Linked DNA regions of Mus musculus: region 2 is linked to region 1. The links are chromatin contacts, called in public Hi-C maps. All regions are on one chromosome and are shown on one strand. Each heading gives the region's core, a stretch centred on a gene start, on an enhancer-like site or on the middle of the called end of the contact. The rest is flanking DNA. Distances are from core to core; before and after follow the strand shown. Region 1 has its middle 17 kb from the start of Lonrf2. Region 2 holds the start of Tbc1d8 (TBC1 domain family, member 8).

Evidence for each region. Hi-C and Micro-C count contacts between places; a contact is called where the count stands out from the background.
Region 2: a Hi-C map of the G1E-ER4 cell line shows a contact between it and region 1, with 5 times the contacts expected there. The contact joins the promoter of Tbc1d8 here to the enhancer-like site in region 1. A contact is called at or near these places in 3 of 39 promoter capture datasets (the 3T3-L1 cell line, 3T3-L1-derived adipocytes and hippocampal neurons), 1 of 484 Hi-C or Micro-C datasets (the G1E-ER4 cell line) and 1 of 9 other capture datasets (embryonic stem cells).

The regions. Positions count from the first base shown.
Region 1 is chr1:38,850,003-38,856,812 of GRCm38.p6, forward strand. No RefSeq gene overlaps it. Among named protein-coding and RNA genes, the nearest start is that of Lonrf2, 17 kb to the left of the region's middle. Within about 2 kb of position 2,474, at least 2 of the 459 cell types and tissues checked have an H3K27ac peak or open chromatin away from gene starts, as enhancers often do. A contact at or near this core is called in the G1E-ER4 cell line, where this site is marked.
Region 2 is chr1:39,473,858-39,480,641 of GRCm38.p6, forward strand. Tbc1d8 (TBC1 domain family, member 8) reads right to left here and starts at 4,890. Exons shown (of 20, transcript NM_018775.4): 1 at 4,583-4,890. The coding sequence starts at 4,709.

The DNA.
Region 1 (6,810 bases), core at 1,224-3,723:
TGGTTCCATAACACCCCCAAATAGTATAAGGGTTCAAACACAGGAGTCCATGGGGGAACCTTTTGCATTCTAACTGCAAGAACTTCCTCTTAAGAGGTGAGAATTACAGAGTCTCAGAAGACCGAGGGAGAGGGCTCTCACCGTTTCCTTTACAACAGCTATGAGAAAAGAGAGTAGCTTCTATAGGTGAGTCGCTGGCCCAAACTCAACATATATGAAGTATAGAGTTCAGTAAGGAGATGGGACACACACACACACACACACACATACACACACTTATGGCCAGTGGAAAGCAGAATAAAGGAATCCCTTGTATGAAGTCTCAACCATAGATTTGAATTGACAAAAAAGAGAATTTGAAGAATGGAGGAAAAGCCAGTGAAGAAAAGGAACCTCAGAACGTAGGCCTCTGTGAATCGTTCTAATGTGCATGTGACAGGAGAAGCAGAAGGGCAGAGAACAGACAGGACAGCGTGTGACTATGAAGAGAGAGAGAATGAAACCCGTCCACACTGAAGAAAATCTTCAGGGTAGAAATCCAGGCTGCTCGCAGGGCTGTAGGTAGGCTATGCATAATGATACCTACAAGTACACACATCAGAGTCAACCTGTTGAAAGGCCAGGCAGGAAGAAGGTCCTGAAGGCAGCCAGAGAGGAAGGACTTATCTCTTGAAAGGAAGTCGCAGCAAAATCACCAGCTAGCATCTCAACAAACAACAGAAGCCAAAGAATATAGGATAATGTACTTAAAGGTCTCAAAGGAAAACAAGATGAGCTGCCAACCCCAAATCCTTTATCCAACAAAACTGCAAGGGAGGCAAAGACATAGATAAACAATGCCCAAGGATATCTACTGTGGTCAGAATGCCTTTATCAAAGCTGCAAAGGAGTTCTACAGACTCCAGACAGGATGAAACAGGGACCCACTGCCAGGAAAGGTAATCATATCAATATAAACTGCGGAGTAAATACATGTTTCTCTTCCCTTACTCTCTTAGCTATTTAAGAGGTAGCTGTAGAAGACAGTGTATGTGGGGTGTGTTGTTGAGTTCTCTACAAACAACACAGAGTCACTAAGCTGACGACAAGCAAATAGCAACAGGGTCGGGGTTGGGAGCCTATGGATAGCACAGCTACTGCTACAGAAAATACGGTTGGGTTTGGAGGAAAAAAAAAATAATGCCAGGTAGTAAATCCAATGCAGAGAGACATTTGAGGGGAAGCATAAATAGAGAATAAAGATATCAATACACTAGGAGCGTACCCCTTTCTCTTCTTTCTTTCCTTAACATCTATGTCAGTTTCTCAAGGTAGTATAAGGAAGTATCACAAACGAGGTGACGTAAGTCAGAACTCTCCCCATTCTGGGAGCCTAAGTCTGGAAACCAGGAGGGCTGTCTCCGAAGGACAGGGTGCCCCATGCTTCTCTCTTAGCTTTTGGGACTTTGCAATCATTGACATGACTTCTTTATTACAAATTAATTTCAATGATTTCCATTTGAAAACTTAGATAATTCATAGGATTATAAAAGTGTCCCCAGGTTTGTTTAAAGCAATGTAGAAAGCTTGTCCAGGCTGAAAACCAGAGGAAAAGTAAAGAAACATCTCAAAAGCTTAGTCTTTGCCAAAGTTCTCAGGCCTGTTTGATAGCTATAGGGATTGTTTCCCAAAGTTTCTGGAGAATGAATGACTCCATGAACTTTCAGGACCTGGAAAAGGAGAGAGGTAATGATGGTGGACCTTGCCAACTGCAACATGTAGCCTTCCTCACATTCACCCGCTGCTTAAGCACACTACCAGGATACTGCACAGGTTTGTCGTTTTCTGTTTGTGCTACCTAAGTTCCTCACTCTGGGGAGCATGGTACGTCCATCTCATTGTGCCTTTGCCACAGTGCCTGTTGCTTCTAGATCCTGTGCGGATTCATCACTGTTTGGGAGTCCCTCTTCCTATGGCTTAGCTATTGTTCCCCATCTGTGGGGCCCTTCCCTCCAGGGTGGGACAGAAAGAAGGACTTCCTCTGAAGTCAGGGGTGAAGTGGCTCATCTCCTTGGACTGATTCTCCTTGTTCCTGCTTAAGGTCATTGTGACATCTGTACACTGTGGGCACCCCAGGTGCCACTCCAAACTAAGAGCAAAGTTATTTGCTTTGTATGCTTGGCAAGAGCTGGAAAAAGGGCCAACCAGACAGGGTACGCTTTAGTTTTCCAGATGTATTGCTCACATTCCTGTCGCTCCTTCTGTCTGAAGCCCTTGAGCCTGGAGTATCCCCACAAGAGTGAGCACCCTGTGCCGTACTTCTTGGTGTGCTTGGAGGACTACAGTCTCCTTTCTCAGGCTCATTTTGTCTGTTTTCAGTGGATGCTCAGAATCTATGTCCATCTGATAATCATCTTCCTCTAACAGCCTTGTTACTGGGCTGCTCTGTAAAGATAATTTTCTGTTATTTATTGCTAGGGAATTATCTTTCTGTCCCATTGTGTCTGTTGCTTTTATATCATCACAAGGTTTGATGTGCCCTTTTACACAACAGTAGCTGATGTTCTTGCTCATTGTGTTGATGGGATAATGAGAGGAATTACTGCATCAGAGGGCAAGAAGGAAAGAGATGGACGTGAAAGAAGTAATGAGAATAGAGGGAGATGGCGGGGGAGGGGGGGTCTGTGCTCAGCTTTTTCTCTTTATCTGATATTTATGTCATCTAATTTCAGCTCCTTTCACTGCACCACAGACCCTCCCGGTGCTCCTGGTCATGTGTTACATGTCCCACTTCGAAAATTGTGAACTGACTTTATGGATTAGTAACAAAGTTTCTGTGATTAATAAGGAAGTTCCTGTGCTAATACTTAAACAGCATCAAGACATGTAACATTGTTACTGTTTGATATCCCGGCCTTCTCTTCCCTCTTCCTGGTCTGTGGAGCACCCAGTGACTTGACTTCTTCAGTGAGATAGGTCCTATGCTAATATTTAAACAATAACAATACATGTATCATTGTTGCGGTTTGAAACCACAGCCCTCTTTTTCCTCTTCTTGTTCTGTGGAGCACCTAGTGCTCCTGACTGCTTCAATGAGAGGCCAGTTGTTGCTGAACATCTGTTCATCAAGATCCTCAATTGAATTAAGCTGCTCAAAAAAACTACTTCTTAGCCTGTCTTACTATCTATGTAACTGTGGATGATTCTGAACTCTTAGTATTCTTGTCTCTACCTCCCAAGTGTGGGGGCTACTGGTGTGTGCCACCATACCCAGCTTAGAAGAATGCATTAAGTGGTGGAAATACCAAGAATACTGTTCTTTATTCATTGCATCCTGTTTTCCTAGCAGGTGTGTTTAAGAACACAGTTGTACCTACTTGTCATCCACAAAGTAGAGAAGAAAACCAAGGTCTTTTCCTGTCATTGTTGAATTTACTATGTTATTTACTAAAGCACCCAAGGTCTTGAGAGTGTTTTTAGCTTGTGACATTTCCTCAACATTGAAGTTTAAGGAAATGTTGTTAGTTCTTATGGGATAGCATCTCAAGTTAGCAGGTGGTATTGTTATACTGGCAGAAAAGCCAATGTGGCACATCAGGGCCAAGTGACTCCTCACAAGTCAAGTCGGTGAAAGAACAGAGGAATCACTGACCCAGTGTGCGAGGAGGCTCCTGTTGCTGTGAGAGGAGAGCTTACAGGGGTGACAGGTTGTGTTTGAAGCTTAAGGGAGGTTCAGTCCATAGCTGATTGGCCTTGTAGTTTGGGGTCATCATGGCAGTGAGGCAACCCATCATGACAGAAATATGTGGCAAGGAAAAGTTGTTCCCATCGTCATGCTGTGACATCAGGAAAGAGGAGAAGAAGAGGAGGTGGGGGTGGGGGAAGAGAGGCAGAAGTGAGATAGATATTCACAGAGACGAATGAGATAACAAGAGACAGAATGACAGAGAGACAGAGTCAGGCTGAGAGAGAGAAGAAATATGGAGTGAGGGTAGACATAGAGGCGACACACACATAGAGGTAGCTTTCCCCTTAAATCATTAGTATTTAAATGGATTGATCCATTGGTATGACCTGAGCCGCTGTGATCCAATTACATCTCAAAGACCCCATCTCTGAACACTGTTGTAGTGGTCCCTGATGTCTACCCATCATGAGTTTTGGGGACCATTTATGATCTAAGCATAATGCTCATTGGACTCTGATGTAATCCCTTGGTGGCGCTTCTTAGTTTCACAGTTGTTCCTATACTAAAACTTTGTGGGAAAACGCATTGATGGTCAAAAGTGAGGTGGAAGATTTTGTAAGCTTCAAAGGTGAACAGTGGATGGACAATGGGCCGATGCGGGGGGATGCTGGGAACATCATTGCAGTTGCTCCCATTTCCTTTGACAAAGTGATCTTTGTCAGACAATTTTTAAAAATCAGGTGTGGAATATACAGGCTTAGAAAATATAAAAACCATCTCTGGGGAGCCTCCAACCACCGAACCCATGCACAGTACACAGGACAGAGCTTTCCGTGTGAAGCAGCCACTCGTTGTGCTACATGCTCAGAGCTGGTTGCAGCAGCTGATTGCAGCCCTTATTAGTAGTGATTAGTATTGGCTAAGCAGTAACGAGGCTATGGATCAGATGAAGCCCAATGGCCTTCTTTTACCTTTACAGACCAAATGTGAGCCTGTACAGCATCAGAGAAGGAATTTTCCCCATAAAGTCGTGAGACACCGGATGCATGAACGCAATACACTTAAGGTCCTAACACAATTTCATTGCAAAGTAGTTTGTGCCTCAGTTTCAGAGACCTTGTAGAATTTGGTTACATTTTTCAGATCCATTTAATCATCAAGCAAGCCAGCAAGTACGCTAAAAAGGAAACAAGGTAGACACAAAGGAGTCCTACTCACACCTACTCTGCACAGCCAGCCCTTGCTGGACCCGGGACTGGTTCTCAGTTTTTTCCATTTTTCATTTTCTTGTCAGTACTGCTGCACCCACCTGGGTGCCTCAAGGTTATCACAGGCCCATGCAATTCCCACAGGGGCTTTAAAGTCACCTGTCATTAAGATTGCAAAAGCAGAATCAGATGGCTGGTGCCAGGGAGGGGCACTATTAGTAGGTATGGCCTTGTTGGAGTGGGTGTGGCCTTGTTGGAGTAGGTGTGTCACTGTGGACATTGGCTTTAAGATCCTCATCCTAGCTGCTTGAAAGTCAGTATTCTGCTAACAGCCTTCAGATGAAGATGTAGAACTCTCAGCTTCTTATCCACCATGCCGGCCTGGATGCTCTCATGCTCCTGCCTTGGTGATAATGGACTGAGTCTCTGAACCAGTAAGCCAGACTCGATTAAATGTTGTCCTTTATAAGATTTGCCTTGGTCATGGTGTCTGTTCACAGTAGTAAAACCCTAACTAAGACAGCTGGGGTTATTAGTGAGTGCCAATCCAATAATAGGAGAAACAATAAAATCACCTGTATGGACTGCACAGTATTTAAGAGGAGAAACACCATTGCGTAACACATGCATTTTATATGTCTTTGCTATGAATGGAAGCTGTTGGCTTGCTGATCTCATATGGACATACATAGACAGACATACATGAAGCTTTGTAAAGGCAGCTTGATTTTTCTGCTTACTATGCATCCCCCCGTAGAATAACTATCTATAACTTGAATAGAAAAACTGCGCACTAGTACAAAATACTTGATTATTACTTAGTCCTGTTTGGGTGGCTTTTCTGGATGAATCCCCAACCCCCTATGGGTACAGAGAGATCATTTTCCTGACTCTCATCCAAAACCCTCGGAAGATCCCTGCAGGCTGAGACAGACTGACCACACCATGTCAGAGAGCTATTTCCCCCACTGCAGGTGGAGACCTTCCTTCCCTAACAGAAGAGCTGCTCTGAGCCCACAACTGGGCTCTCTTCCTCTCAGAGCAAGATTTGGAGTGATTGCGACTCGCCGCAGCTATTTCTGGGGCTGCTCCAGCAGGGAGCAAAAACACAATAAAGTCCTACGAAGGACCAATGACATGCCACCATCATCCCAGACAAAATCCCGCAGATGCCGGCAGCCTTTTGTTAGGGATTGCCTTCTGAGAAGCAGAGTTTTCTGTTATTTGCTTTATGAACTTATGATCGATAAAGCAGACAAAACGGCTTTCTCGGCTTTCTCACGGCTCGTAGGCATCTAGCAATCGCTATGTAAACTTGGCTCTCTTTCTGTTTCTTCCTTCCCTTAAACAAACAAATTCTGACTCCACAGATCCTGGGCCTAATCCCAAACAGCAGTATTTTCTAACTTTTATCCTTAGAGCTTCCAATACAATCTTAAAATGCCTTCACCCAAAGTGAGTTTATTGAGGGATGCAGGATTTAACAGGAGCCAGACAAGGAGGAGCAGCGCCCCCTGGAGGATGATGTGGACATGAACTGGCTGGGAAACTCCTACACAGGTTGTAAGGCTCGAGGACCCCTTAACATACCTTGGACAGAGTCTAAAATAATAATACAGATTTGAGGTCCTCAACTACTTTTATGTAAAGCTGCATCAGTGTCCATATTTGGCTTGGTTCTTTATATAACGGGTAAGAACCAGTGGGGATATTGGAATTATGAAACACTACGTAATTAAAATTAATCTCAGCGGTTTATGCATACTTCATGGAGAGAGGAAGAGGGTATCATCTAGAGCAGTTGTCCCTGGATCTGTGCAGGAGCAGCGCCTTCTTCTAACCTTCCTGTAGGGTGGTCTCTCCTAGTTACCTACAACCTTGGGTTTTAAGTAGCTAATGCTACTGGATAACTGACAATTAGGAAATATATTGCTG
Region 2 (6,784 bases), core at 3,640-6,139, 630 kb after region 1:
TTAAATTGCATTTAAGAAGTCAGGCATGATGGCTCAGGCTGGTAATTCTAGCCCTTGGGAGGCTGAGGCAGGGAGAGCGCTTCTAGACCTGGACCAGCTTGGGCCACAGAGTCCCAGGCCAGGCCCACATCTCTCATCACAAACTTCTTCGTATGTTTATTCTCAGAAGCCCTCATATACTCATTTCTTTCAATGTTACTTTTTTTTTCTTCCAACCTACTAGGAGCTAAGCATGATGAAGAGTAATAATTATCCCACTTAATTCGAACACTTTCTTTGGGATCCTTGTTGGGGTAGAAGGAATCGTGAAACCACTTCTAACCTTCTAAAGAAACTTCAACAGCCTATAGCTTTAACCCTTGTAACAGAGTTAAAACTCTGGCTCCAAAGACTGGATAAACAAGGCTTAGGCCTCCTGCCCCACATTGGTACCCAGCTGACTTAATTCCAACGCCAAAGCCGATATTATCCATTATTTTCCACTCTCCCCTACTCCCTTCCCTGATCCTCTTCAGATAATTACAAGTGCAATAACGCAGACAGGGGCTACGGTCAGCACTCTGCAAATCAGAAGACATCAATAACTTACTCGAGTTGTGAGTTTATAATAGCTAGGCTCTTTAAGAAAATAATTGTAAGGTTATAGAGGAATGCATAGAACCAAACGCTAAAAAGTAAAATAAAACCTTTGAGGCGGGGAGATCTTGTCTAGGATGGCTGAGCTTTAGAGTTACATCCATCCGTACTGCTTTAAAGCGTTCCAGACAGACCTGGGGGAGGTTGTGGAGTTGGTGGATGCTCTGTCTGTCCACTGCCTCCCACATGCCGGCTCTTTGTTCTCCCGGGGTGGACTGAACTTTCATAAGCAATATTCCCATGGGCTGTAGACTGTGTCCAAGTGAACACTGCCTACACTTCCTTCCTTCCCAGGGAGGCAAAACCGCTTCTGCCTGCACAGCTTTGGAAATATCTCACCATGTTCTAACCTGACCCTGACGTGGCAGCCACCCAGAAGTTCCCAGAGCCGGGATTTCATATTCTAGCCTCCCCTCCTCTCAAAGAAAAATGGGTCTCAGGAGGTGGTAAGGGTACCCACCCCTGCTGACTACCTGAGAAGTCAATGCCATGGTCCCTCCCAGAGTCCCCAAAGCAGGAGCTCTTAAAATAAAGGAGGCAGACTAGGATAAAGAGGAGCACAACACCCATCTACCAATCACAGCTTCCCACAGTGGTCAGCTGACAGGTAAACAGGGAGCCCAGAAGAGGCACGGAATGCTCCTGTCCAATAGCCTTGGTCACAGTCACAGTGCTGCCTGAACCCAACTTGCACCTCAAAGAGAAGGCTCACACATACATGTTTTCTTCACCTATTCCTCTTACAATGCTCACTGAGCCTACATTGTGAACCAAGCACCATCAAAGCTAAAACGCCTACCCTTATAAACAGGCAACTTAATTGAGGAAACTATCGAAGGGGCTGGAGAGATGGCTCAGTGGTGAAGAGCACTGGGTTGTTCTTCCAAAAGACCCAGGTTCGATTCCCAGCACCCACATGGCAGCTCACAGCAATCAGTAACTTCAGTTTTATATATATATATATATATATATATATATATATACATACATACATACACACACACACACACACACACACACATATATATGCTTTAAGAAAAAAAAAACATCTAGAGGAAACATAAGCATATTACATGAGAGAATGTAATGTGGTTTGAATAAAAACGGCCCCCACAGTCTAGTATATTTGAAATCCTGGTCGCCAGTTGGTGGAACTGTTTGGGAAGGATTAAAAGGTGAAGAGGTTTATCGCTAGGAGAGGGCTTTGAGGTTTTGAAAGCTCAAGCCATTCCCAGTTTTTCCTCCCCCCCCCCTCTCTCTCTGTGTGTTTCTCTGTCTCTGTCTCCCCCCACACACACACACCCCCGACCTCTCTGCCTCAGGTAGTTATCTCATCATGAGAGCTCTGCTCCAGCGCCATGTCTGCCTCATGTCTGTCTGCTTGCTCCCACCATGATGGTCATGGACTCAGCCTCTGAAACGACAAAGCCCCCAATAAATGCATTCTTTGGTCAGCTGGTGTTTGGTCACAGCAGTACAAAAGTTAAAACTAAGTCAGAGAATCAGAAATTTAGGGAGAAAAAAATGGAGGCATGTATAAGGGGAGAAGGGGGGAGAGGGAGGGAAGGATGAGAGAGAGAGAGAGAGAGAGAGAGAGAGAGAGAGAGAGAATGAGCAGGCAGGAGGGTATACTATAACCCTCATCAGAAAAAATTTGTGCTTGTGAAAATGGGCAATCCAAATTATTTTAACCTTTGGATTTTTGTATGCCTAAACTCCTACTATCTAATAACAAATTTAGCATAACAATATGAGGAAAAGATTACTGTGCCCTCTTCTTTATCTCTGACCTGTTCACCAGTCTACTGGTTTCTCTGCAAAAAGAAGTCTAGAACCAGCCTCAACTCTCATCATTTCAGCCCCTATTATTTCCTTTAAACATAATATCATCCATAAACTCTCACACTGCTATTATCTGCCCACTGCATTTCCATATTTTCCAACAATTGCCAGACCAGAGCTGCTGGGTGGCAGTCCTGTGTGGCTGAGTGGAGACCAGCTCAAGGGGAGTACCCGAAGTGGGGTTGCTCAATAAATGTTCAAAGGTCAACAGTCACACTGCAAAGGGCATCTAAGAAACAAAGTATCTTCTCTCCATAGGCTTTCTCCTTGTTTCCATTTCTCTTTTTGCATGGTGGCATGTGCCTGTGGCAACAGGAACAAGAATTTGTGGCCAGCCTGGATTATACATTGTAACCTGTGTCTCCAAGAGAAGAGAGAAGTTTCCACATATTCACAGGATGGAGACAAAGGAAACACCAGAGAAGTCCAAAGCCATGGCTATCACAACACACCACTGAACTCGTATACAAATGATCTCTGTACATCTGAGTCATAAACTCTCTGAAGCTCACGAAGCACTGATAGGCAGCTCCGCCCTCCACATCTGGATCCTGCTGGATGGAGAATAATCTGAAGACTGCAGGCCCTGACTTACCTGTCCCACTGATTCCTTCCCAAGGCAGTAAGCCCATCAAACACCCCAGAGGCTCAGTGGATTAAGTGGGTGGGTGGGCAGCAGCAAAAGTGTCTGGGGGGGACAAACTGTTTCCCTATTTCCCAGTTTACAAGTCTCCTGTCCTACCGTCACCCTCTGCAACAGATGACTAATACACCAGATACTCTACTTAATCCACCATCAATTAAGCCACCGTCTCCAGTGTTGTACATACACAGCCCTCTCAGGCCACTTGGCCTCTACTGAGCTTTGCAGGATGCTACCAAGTTCTTGTTCTCCAGTCCAACACTAAATTCCATGGTGCTACCCAGGGCCTCACAAAGGGCTCAAAGGCCCCCTTCCTTCTACTGTAACTCTCCCCCCACCCCCACGAAGCCCACCTGCTGCACAAGTTGTCCCTGTTCAGGGGGGTTCGTGGCCACTCAGCTGCCCAGAACGTTCCACTGTCTACTAACCCTTTCAACCAGAATCCTGTGGTCTCCTACCCACTACTGAATTCTCAGGAGAGTCTCGGTTGTCATCGTGGACCCTGACCCCACCCTACACCTGCTAGCTTTTCCTGAAGCTAAAATACATGATTTTAGGTAGAAGCATATTCCTCATTTCTCCAACCAGACTCTGCTCCCAAAGGGCCGTCTCCAGACTGGCCCAGGTGCAGACAGTCACCAGCAATTAACCCGAGCGCACCGTTTAGGTCTGTTGACCCCCTCAGCGACATTCAGTAGAAGGTTATGAAAGGACCATCATCTGAAGTCCCTTTTACCAGAGGTGGCTCCTTAACCAAAGGAATCATTCCAACCCCCTAGGCAAAACACGACAATTCCCCTTCCCTGATTGAGCAGGTGCTCTAGCTAATAACGCGAGCTGATCCCAATCTCTTAACAGCTTTGAGCCATAACTTTTAGAAGGGGAAAATGCCTTGCTTGGAGACAACTTCAAAGCCTATCGTATTTTTGTCCTATCGTTCCACAGAAGACATTGAAAGGAGAAACAAAAGCGGCATGCTTAACTTCGCTACGCAACTATAGTGCCTCAGTTTCCCCTCGAAGCGAAGACAGCCCCCGCCTCCTGGGCCAGAAAGTCCTGGATCTCTAGAACCTCCCGATGATCTGGCCTGAAGTCCGCAGCTGCAACACCACCTGGAGCCACAGCTGCGTCCAGATGGCCAAGTCCGGGCCTGCCTGGGCGCACCCTTCTGTCACCTGGCGGGGCCCTAGGGCGCCCCGATCTCGCTGCCTTGGGGCAAGCTCTAGAAGCTGCGTCTCCAGCGTTCGCGAGCCAGGTCACACCAGATGCACCTGCCTCTCTCGGCCCGTGGGTCCCTGAGCTCCAAGCCCGACCGGAGCTCGCGTGAGAAACGCAGGAAAAAGGAAAACAAGCCATAGGCAGGGCCGTCCTGGCCTCGTCGGCTGCCACCGAGACACCACCTGCGACGCGGCCGGGCGGCAGGGACAGAGGCCGGGCCGGGCCGCCGCGCGCGCCCCTTACCGGTGAGGCGGCCGCCCCCCTCGCCGTGCCCGCGGCGCCGCTGCAAGACGAAGTAGCAGCTGCTCTTCTGGGTCACCCAGAGCTTCAGCGCGTTCTTGAGCAGCACCTCCTCGGGCTTGAGCCACATCGCGGCGAACCTGCCGCGCCTGCGGGTCCCGGTTCACATCGCCCCAGCAGCCGGCCGCACCGGGCCGAGCCCGCTTGGAAGGAGGCGGCGGGAACTGCGCGCGGAGACAGAAGCGGGAGCGCCTGCCGAGCCCCGGAGCGCGGAGACCACAGCTCGCCGGGCTCACCCCGCGCTGCCTGCCGTGGCCCCGCCCCGGCTAGACCCTGCCCACCAGCCGCGGTCCCGCCCACCCCCGAAGCCACGCCCTCCACCCTCCCCGAGGCTCCAGTGGCGCCTCCCTGGTTTCCTAGTCTCTGCGGCTCCCGGCCAGGGTTCCGGAGTGGCGGGAGGAAATCGGAGCCACTGCCAGGTCTCCTCCCTCTAGTCCCGGACGAGTCTCGAATTCCCTCCTTCCCGGTAGGAAGCGAGCAACTGCGCAAGTTGTCTCCACGCTCCTTGTTTAAAAGCTGGAGGAAGGACCTAGGGGGAAAAGACATCTTGTTATCCAAGCTGCAGGTTGCCCAACCCAGAGTCTTAACCTTAAAGAGCACAATGCACGCCAGTAAACTGGAGTGTGTTCAAGTTTCAAATAACCAAAAGCTAACACTGAAAATTGGAGACAATTGTATCTGGATTTTTTTTTAATGCTGCGCTCTTCATTTTTTTTTTAAATTAACACAGAATGCTACATATTTTAGTCCATATATACAGCAAGGAGAGGGTCAGAGAAATTGCTTTCCGTTAATTCAAACATTTACATTTCTTCTTTATTACATTTTATTTATTGGAGGGGGTGGTCACGAGAGACAGTTTGGCGCGTGGAAGTCAGAAGACAACTTTGAGGAGTCAGTCTTGGCTTCCATTATGTGGACCCTGGGAATCCAACTCAGGTCATCAGGCCTGGCAGCAGGAGTCATTCTTGACATCCCCCACTTATTATTTCTCTTACAGAATATTTTTTCATGCTTTTGTAAGGATACAACTGAAGCTATAGGAGAGGTGGCAACGCAGAAACCTGAGTCCAGCAGCAGACCATACTGAACACTGAATGTCTTACAGAGACATAGGACCTAGAAGGCACCACTATGAGACTCACCCCTGCAGGTCCTCTCCGGAAAAAAATAAGGCTCTTGTGTCTATTCTGAGAAAACATTAAAGAAAAAAACAAACCCACTAGAACATGGGAGCAGGTAATAGTAACGAGAAGCCACGGGGCATGTGAGTACAGGGTTTTAAATAAATATTTTCTCTAGGCTAGAGTAGACATGTTAGCTGTCCTTGAAAAAGGCCGAGGGAAAGGGATCCACGTGTTCTCTGTGGGGAGGTGGTTAGATCGGATATCTTAGCCAAAGGGAGGGGAAAGGTTCCCTTAGTCCCTGGGTTTTGACAAAAGGACAAAATGTGGTTGTTAAGTAGGACAGAACTGGAAAGTAGAAGCTGTCCTGGGGGAGGATCAGAAACTGGTCAGATCCAACAGACAGTAGCCCTGTAGAAAGCAAAGTGAGACGGGAGGTTGGGGGATGGGGAGGACGGTGGAGGGGAAAATAAGCAAGTTTTAGAGCCATGTTGTATACAAATGTCACCACGAAGTAAGCCCATTTCTCTGCAGACCAATCAAAAAATACAGAGAGAAAGAAGAGGAAGAAGAAGAAGAAGAAGAAGAAGAAGAAGAAGAAGAAGAAGAAGAAGAAGAAGAAAGAGAGATATTGAGAAAGCTGGTACACTGGCCAGCCACAGGCAACCATCTTCTCAAGAAAACAGAAGTTTATAAGCCACAATCACAGGCTTGGAGCCACACCAGAGTCAGAGGAGTCAGGGATGGGTGGCAAGAAAAGATTCCTTCACGAAACATTCCCAGGCACCCTTTGCTCTCTGAAGCACTTCGGGCCAGAACCATAGAGGTGAATTGGATATTAGTGCTTTTGTGTAACAAGATATTTCCTGGGAAAATGCAACACACATGTCTACTCACCTCAGATACCGATCCCATGACAGACCAAAGTGTGGACGCCACCAAAGTCCAACCTGGTCAACCAATGAGTTTTCTTGGGGTTACTTACAGGAATATGGGTGAGAGGTGACTTACAAGACCAGAA